2 separate regions of the Lactuca sativa genome follow, and region 1 is linked to region 2. A link is a contact called in public Hi-C data. All regions are on one chromosome and are shown on one strand. The core of a region is the stretch at or near the end of the contact, and the rest is flanking DNA. Distances in the headings are between cores, read along the strand shown. Region 1 holds the start of LOC111921664. Region 2 holds the start of LOC111886427 (40S ribosomal protein S24-1).

Region 1 (3,867 bases), core at 1,227-3,726, 200 kb before region 2:
CAAATATATATCATCAAACACCTGATTAAGTTTCCCTCCAGAATGACCTACAAATTCTGATATACTCATACTTTGATTACAGCAGCTGCAAACAATCCCATCACTTGTAATTGTCCCCTCCGATGCCTTTTTCTTCCTTCTAGTTTTCCCATAATTCACTTTCCAACCGGACAAAATTACCCCCGAATCAATCATCCATGATAAAAGGTTACGTTTCCTGTTATAATACAGTAAACAGCCATTGTTATCTTGTTTTGTCCCCTTTTCTGAACCACGAACTAAAAGGCGTGGCTTTCTGTTTTTGACAATAATACCCTTTTCACGTTTCGGTTTGCCATCTTTTTTCTTCTTTTTGGTGGTGAGTACTTTTTTAATGCTTTTTCCATCTTTCTGTATTCTGTTTTTCTTCTTCTTGCAGCCTAATTCTTTATCCACGCGTTTGGATAGCATACTGATTTGTACAAGTGACATTGGCATAAATGCAGAGACTTCATTAGTATCAGCATTACCATCTTTGATTTTTTTTGTAAGCTTAGAATAAGCTCTTGTGATTGACCAATGTGTCCTCCCATTGGGTTCAATATACACCATGTCCTGATGCACCCTATTGAGCCTTGGTCTACGCTCAAATGTCCACCCAGACTTTGAAAGTATATCAAGAAGTTTCTCTCTCAGTAACTTCTTACGTTCTCCTCTTCCCATAATGCCCTCACCAACAACACTTTTCCTATTATTACGAATTCTTATTCTTTTCACTTTATTAGCCTCTAACCCACTGTTGCTGTTTTTAATGGCCACAAGCTTCAATTTTCTTTTTCTCATTTTGAGTTTCTTCAAAATCATATCTTTGAGTCTTTTCTTTTCTGATGCCTTTTCTTTCCCCTGTTTTAGTTTCTTGTTTTTTGGTTTCACTTTCGGTTGACTGTTTTCACCATCTATTTTGCGTGGTCTTCCCCGTTTTTTTAAGGGTTTTAAAGGAATCTCATTAGTTTCAATACGTATCTTACGAGGCCTTCCACGCCTCTCTATCTTCTTCTTCTTCTTCTTCTCCGGTCGGCCACCATCAACCACCGTGCCACCACCACTGACCACCGTATTCCTCAACCGCAACACCCTCTCACTAACCCGAACCCCAACTTTCTTCCTTTTAGCTTTTTCATCTCCAACTTTCTTTCTTTTAGCTCTTTCATCTCCATTGCATTCAGATTTCTTAACATTTTTCCTTTTCCTTCCCCTTTTCTGTTTTACAATACCACTTTCAACAACTTCACCATTTACATCTTCTACTTCATTCTTGTTTAAGTTGCTAATTTTTCTCTTTTTCTTTCGGGGCCTGCCTCTTCCCTTTTTTTGCCTAACTTCATCAATACCACCATCAGCATTCTTGGAAGCATTCAACATTGACAAGTCATCACCATGGACAATCTTTGTATCATCAGCAAGTTTTGCAGATCCTACATGTTCAGACTCGTGTTCACAGTCCAGCGGTGATTTAATTTCTTCCTTAAAACAGTGATCAGTTTCACTAGTTGATGATTTGTTTCCTTCTTCAACAGGAACACATTCAACACTTTCCTCTTCGATTTCTCCTTCGGAACAAGAAACTGGTAAATCTTTGATAGGATCCAACACCTCTGATCCCAAAAACAAACCTTTATCATCTGTATTTAATCCAACTTTTATACCTTCTGAAAATACAGTACCCATTTCAAGATCTTCATCAGGATTATCAACACATACCCCAATTTCAGCCTCATTTGCTCCTTTTTTATGAGATCTCAGTGATGACCTCTCAGCCTCATTTGCTACCTTGTTACCAGAGCTCCTTTTCCTCTTTGCAATAGGAGATTTGATATTCTCAAGACCCAAAACAACACGATGTCTTCCACTTTTTAACACCCTACTCGATCTCAATTCCATCCTTACAAACCCTGCACACAATCAATTAACATTAATACCATTTTTTCTAACTCAAAACAACTTAATTGTTAAAATTCATGATCATCTAAACACGAATTGTACAACAATCAAGAAAAATCGAACCGTAGGGTTATCTGATCGTCGAATTGCACCAATGCACTATCGAATCAAGAAAGTGAAACACACTTCGAGACCATTCAATCAAAAATACAACACATTCAATTGACAAAAAAACTGTAGAATTTTAAACGCTTCGGTTTTAAAAAAACGCCCAATTGAAACTACCAAAGCCAATTTGTGTACCAAAAAATCAGAGCAAAATCCCAATATTAACAGCTCAATACATGAAATTTCTTACCTGATAACTGGATCAAGGAATTTGGAGAAACTGAATTGCACTACTGATTCATGGTGGAAACACAATACTGCGAAGCGTACATGAAGGGGGGAGTAATTCGGTGGGTGATGATTTTAGAGAAAGAGACAATTGAGGGTTTTAGTGAGAGAAAGAGAGTGGGGAATCGGTATCTGTTTGTGTGTGCTTTCCTTTGGATTTTTGGGTTTTATTATTTAGCTCTGATACGAGTTTTTTTTTTTTTTTTTTCGTTTTTTTCTTTTTCTTTTCTGTTCTCAGAATTTGTGATTTACAGGGTTTTTATGCATTTGGATATATTTAATTCTCTTAATTCCGGACATCAATGTCAGAAAATAATCAATTTTTTGGGTTACAATTTGATCTTTTAACTGCCTTGATCACTCTCTCAGGGTATATGCTAGCGCTCCTTATCTGCAAAATGCCATCATGATTTTTTTTAACTTTTTCAAAATCAATGATTTATAATATCTTGTTAGTAGACTAGACGTTATTGAGTCAGCTCAGCAAACACCGATCCTCAATCTCGACAACACCAACTTGGTAACTGCTTGCAAACAAAAGATGGTATCTCTCCTCCATGTTCTCTTATTTTCCTTTTCTTCTCTCCAATATTTTAAAAACCGGTTTTTTAGTTGAACCGGTATGATGACCGATTTCTGGGTTGGTTTTTATAATTTTCATTCTTTTTTTCTATTTTCCTATATATATATATATATATATATATATATATATATATATATATATATATATATATATATATATATATATATATATCATGATTTGACGTTTACACGTTCAAACATTAAAAATATACATAAAATTAAGTTGTAAATTAATCCAAAAACATTAAAATAACACATAACCAGAAGTTTTAGTGTTTTACATCAATCCATATACGTCAAAAAGAAAATAAAGTATAATACCGAAACAAAGTATAGTTTTAGATGAACATAGAACACATCAAAAAACTTTATAACATACACCATATGTTTTTATTTTGAGAAAACAAAATAAATTTGAAAAAAAAAATCACCAAAGTTTATTATGCAAATGGTTCTTTTCTAGATGTTTTTATTTGGTTTAACCGGTTTATTTTGACCGATTCGACCAGATTTTTCAAAAAACCGGTTGGTTCAATCCGGTTCAGAAATCGACGTAAAACCGGTGATAGTTGAACCGCTCATTCCCCGGGTTCCCGGTCCAACCGGTTGGACCGGCCGGTTCAAACCGGTTTTTAAAACATTGCTTCTCTCTTATTCGATACCCTACTCCTTTTTTTCACAAATTTACAATCTTTTGAGGCGGAGTGTTATTTGAAGCTGGAGTTCGGTAAGCTCATAACCACTCATTTTAGTCTCATGGTAATATTAATTTTTCTTTATGCACCCTTATATTATTTGTTTTTTTTTCATTATTTTTCTTTATTTTATTTTTTATTTGTTCATGGCAAGAAGATAAAAGATTTCCTTCAGGCAAGTTCCACTATAGTTGGGAAAGGAATGGACCACAAGCTTCGCGCTCTGCCTTTCTTGTATTTGGACTCTTTCGCGCTATATGATGCTCTCTCTGCG
Region 2 (3,888 bases), core at 439-2,938:
AGTCCAACAATTGAAATTGCAGCACATAACCTCTCAATGCTTACTTCTTCTTCTTGGCAGCATCTCCAGCCTTTGTCTGCATAATCAAAAAATATATAAGATTTATAGATTACTTTTTATCAAATAAAACTAAAATGTCAGTTATTTATGCAACAAAGCTACACCCTTCTTTTACCAATTTAAGCAGGCAATCACTGATGTTATCATTTTTTTTTAATTGAATCAACCAACTTGGAAAACAATAAACTGGCAACAATTTGGTAAAAAAAATCCATTTTGTTCGATAATTGGTGTTTTATTATTATCTTCGAAGAGTTCAAACTTATATTAACCACTTACCTTCTTTACACCTCTGATCTTCTTAGCCCTGTTCTTTCTTTCCTTCAATTGTTTTCTTGACTTCTCCACCTTAGTATCCAAGCCATTCTACAAAAAACCAAAAAGAATATAAGAGATTGAAGGGGAAAATTTTGCAGAAACACAATAAGTAGAAATAACACAAATATGCTTCTATCAGTAAAGAAGAATGAGTTAGATAGTTACCCTAACAAGCCTGTATTTTGGTTCATACTTCTTTGCATTCTCAACAGAATCATAAATCAATCCAAAACCAGTTGACTTGCCACCACCAAAGTGAGTTCTGAATTTGAATACAAAGATGGAATTTGGATCTTTAACCTCGTACATCCTTGCCAACTTCTCCTTCAATTCAGCCTTCATTTCAAGTAAATCATGTTACTTTATATCAGAATTACAAACATAAATGGCACAGCTTAAGAATAGAAGAGATTAGAACCTTTGATACATTGGGCCTTCCTGGATGAAGCACATCAATCACCTACATCAAAAGAAAAGAGATATATTCATCATAAGAACAATGATTTACACCAAACAGACAATTAAGTTACTACAGATCAAAACAGCATCAGTTTAGAAAATGAACTTACAAATTGCTTCCTGGAAAGAAGTCTGTTTGTCATAAACTTCCTTGTACGGAGTGTCACTGCCTTAGTCTCCGCCATTTTCACTATTCAATCCAAATATGAAAATGGTGAATTTCGCCAGTTACGAATTTTGATCCGAGTATTCATCATTAAAAAAATGTAAGTAACTCTAAGTATTTTGTTTAAGCTCTAACAATCTTCTCAAAGGAAGAAAAAAACTTTATTTGAGTGAACACTTGCATTAAAAAAAAAAACTAAACCATCCGACGATGAATCTGAAATTAAGTGTTATTAGCAAGTATACAGTTCAGATAAAAGTGCACACGCTCATCTATCCAATCTCATTGTCTAATTTCAGCGCTAATGAAACCGTGCAATAGAGAAAATGGTAAGGCTAGTGAAAGTATACGCCAACAATGGAGAAAAAACTTGTGTTTTCGGCCACGCAGCCGATAATCGTACAGCAGGTTTCGAAACAAGCAAGGGCGTTATCGCCGTTTGGACAGGTCCATCGACATGATTAGATCGTTTGAAGGTGAAATAATTGATACCTTGACTGAATACAAAGCTAAAACAATGTATAGCAAACTGTTGGATATCGGAAGAGACGAACCTGTTATTCGCTACTCCGATGGACGGCGACTCTGCCTCTTCTAAGTTCTTCTGCGAGTGATCGGCTGGGAAGAAGCGAAGAAAACCTAATAGCGTTATATAAATGGGTATATACTATATAGCAAGCGGCCCATAACAGCATTTTCTATCTATAATGGGCTGGGTTATTTATTTGGGCCACTGCTACCAAAATTATAAGCTATATTTTGATCATGTGCTGTCTACAACTCTACATTGATAATCCAAACAGTAAACTGTAATATTATGTCAACGGCGTTTTCAATATTGCGGAACACTAGAGCCCGAAAATTTTGTATACATTAGCTAAATCACTAAATGAATATGGACAAACATCAAGTATGGAGGTTGAAACGGTTTTTAACAAATTATTGACAGTTGTTGTTGTTTGAGTTTAGAGAGAGAAAGAAGAAAAAACTTCAATCGTGTCATTATGAAAAGTTAGAGAACATAATGAGCAAAAAAACTATATATATGTACAAAAGATATACTTCCAACTTACTCATAACAAAATAACTAAATAACTAAACTGTACACATGTTATGTGTATTAACTACTTAAGTTACCTCCCCCCCCCCCCCCCCCCCCTTTTTCTCAAGTTGGAGGGTATGGCTATAGTCCCAACTTGGAGATTGCACAATGATGTCTAGATCCCGACAAAGATTTAGTAAAAACATCTGTGATTTGATCAGTAGCAGGCACATGTGTTAATGAAATCAATCCACTTTGAAGCTTTTCACGAACAAAATGGCAGTCTAATTCTATATGTTATGTTCTCTCCTGAAAAACGGGATTCTTAGCAATGTAGATAACAGCTTGATTATCACATTTAAAAGAGATAGGATTGATGTTTGATGCTTGTAACTCAGATAAGAGATGACTAAGCCAAGCTAACTCTGAAGAAATACGTATCATAGGTATGTACTTGGCTTCTGCAGATGATAAAGACACAGTAACTTGTTTCTTCGACTTCCATGACAATGGTGATCCACCAAATAGAACAAAAAAGCCACTAACAGATCTTCTAGTAATAGGACAGGTTGCCCAATCACTATCATAGTAAGCTTCTAGTGTACTCTTGTATAAAGCTACTATAATGTACTCTTGTATAAAGCTACCGTACATCGACACCTGAGAGTGTCATAGAACAAAACTTTACTCTTCATTCCTAGCTTACACATATTCTCCTAATGACATTGTCCAATATCAAACTTAATTAAACAAGGTATCTCCTATAAGTCTAAGTTTATATCTATACTAGATTATGATGGCTGTAACCAACTTCTAATACCAACTCTATTTCTTGGGTGAAACTAACCTATCTTTAGTGTATATATATTCCATACAATGTATTAGGTTTTAATATTCGTTTATTTTCTCAACAATGTTACTTCTAATATTGTCATAAAATATTATCTATTTATCCTAACATAAAACATAACCATATTTGGTTCGCGCATAGCACGATATATATTCATATATCTTAGCATATAATCCAGACAATAAGCATATGGTTCACATATGACTTCCAACAAATATTTACTAATTTGATTAATACTTTTATTAATTCATGTTTATGAAAGGGACTATGTACTCACTTGATAAATTGGGTGAAAGACGATTTCTTTTTTTTTGGAAAGGGAACTTCCCTAACGAGGGTTTTCGGGCCAGCTTTCGCGCACCGACTAATCCCCCGCTGCAAACATAAAGCTTTGCCTCATGCCCTGGAGTCACTGCAGGCGAACCTCCATGGCCACAAGGGCTAAGTGGTGCCAGGATTTGAACATGAGTCAATAGGTTATCCACCATATCTTCCACATGCCTTACCAAGTCACCACAACCCAAGTGGTTGTGAAAGACGATTTCGACAATGTGTAACATCTATTATTCGGGTATTCGTTTTAACCCTTGAGCTTTACTTTATTTGCATGGTTAGTACCCAGTGGCAATTTCTTAAATTAAGAGTCGGCTTGGGTACGTTGGGAGTACACCTTCATACATAGGGCGTACCCGTGTTCACATTAATATGTTGTGCATATGCTGGTATGCAGGGGGTACACAACCAGGGTGCAAACCCTAAACTTTATGGTTTGGACCCTATTTAAACACATTTATGGCCACATGCACCTTCTTATCCTCAACCTCCTTCCTTATTTTGAAACCCTAAAGAGTGTATGTGCATTGTGAAGCTTGTAGAGTCATTTTTGGTGCCATTTGGAGCTTTTGGAGTAGAAGGAAGAGCATTGGGGTTGTGGTGTTTTACTCAAGGCTTTGGATCTAGCATCTTGTTCCCCTTGTGCACCTTGTGTAGGTA

Evidence for each region. Hi-C and Micro-C count contacts between places; a contact is called where the count stands out from the background.
Region 1: a contact with region 2 is called in a Hi-C map of leaf, with 5 times the contacts expected there. The contact joins the promoter of LOC111921664 here to the promoter of LOC111886427 in region 2. A contact is called at or near these places in 3 of 4 Hi-C or Micro-C datasets (leaf and seed).

The regions. Positions count from the first base shown.
Region 1 is chr9:8,422,754-8,426,620 of Lsat_Salinas_v11, reverse strand. LOC111921664 reads right to left here and starts at 2,476. Exons shown (of 10, transcript XM_042898217.2): 1 at 2,279-2,476; 2 at 1-1,931. The coding sequence starts at 1,920.
Region 2 is chr9:8,216,987-8,220,874 of Lsat_Salinas_v11, reverse strand. It overlaps LOC111886427 (40S ribosomal protein S24-1), which reads right to left and starts at 1,688. Exons shown (of 6, transcript XM_023882674.3): 1 at 1,558-1,688; 2 at 948-1,027; 3 at 797-838; 4 at 544-714; 5 at 340-426; 6 at 1-76. The coding sequence starts at 1,022. The coding sequence ends at 41.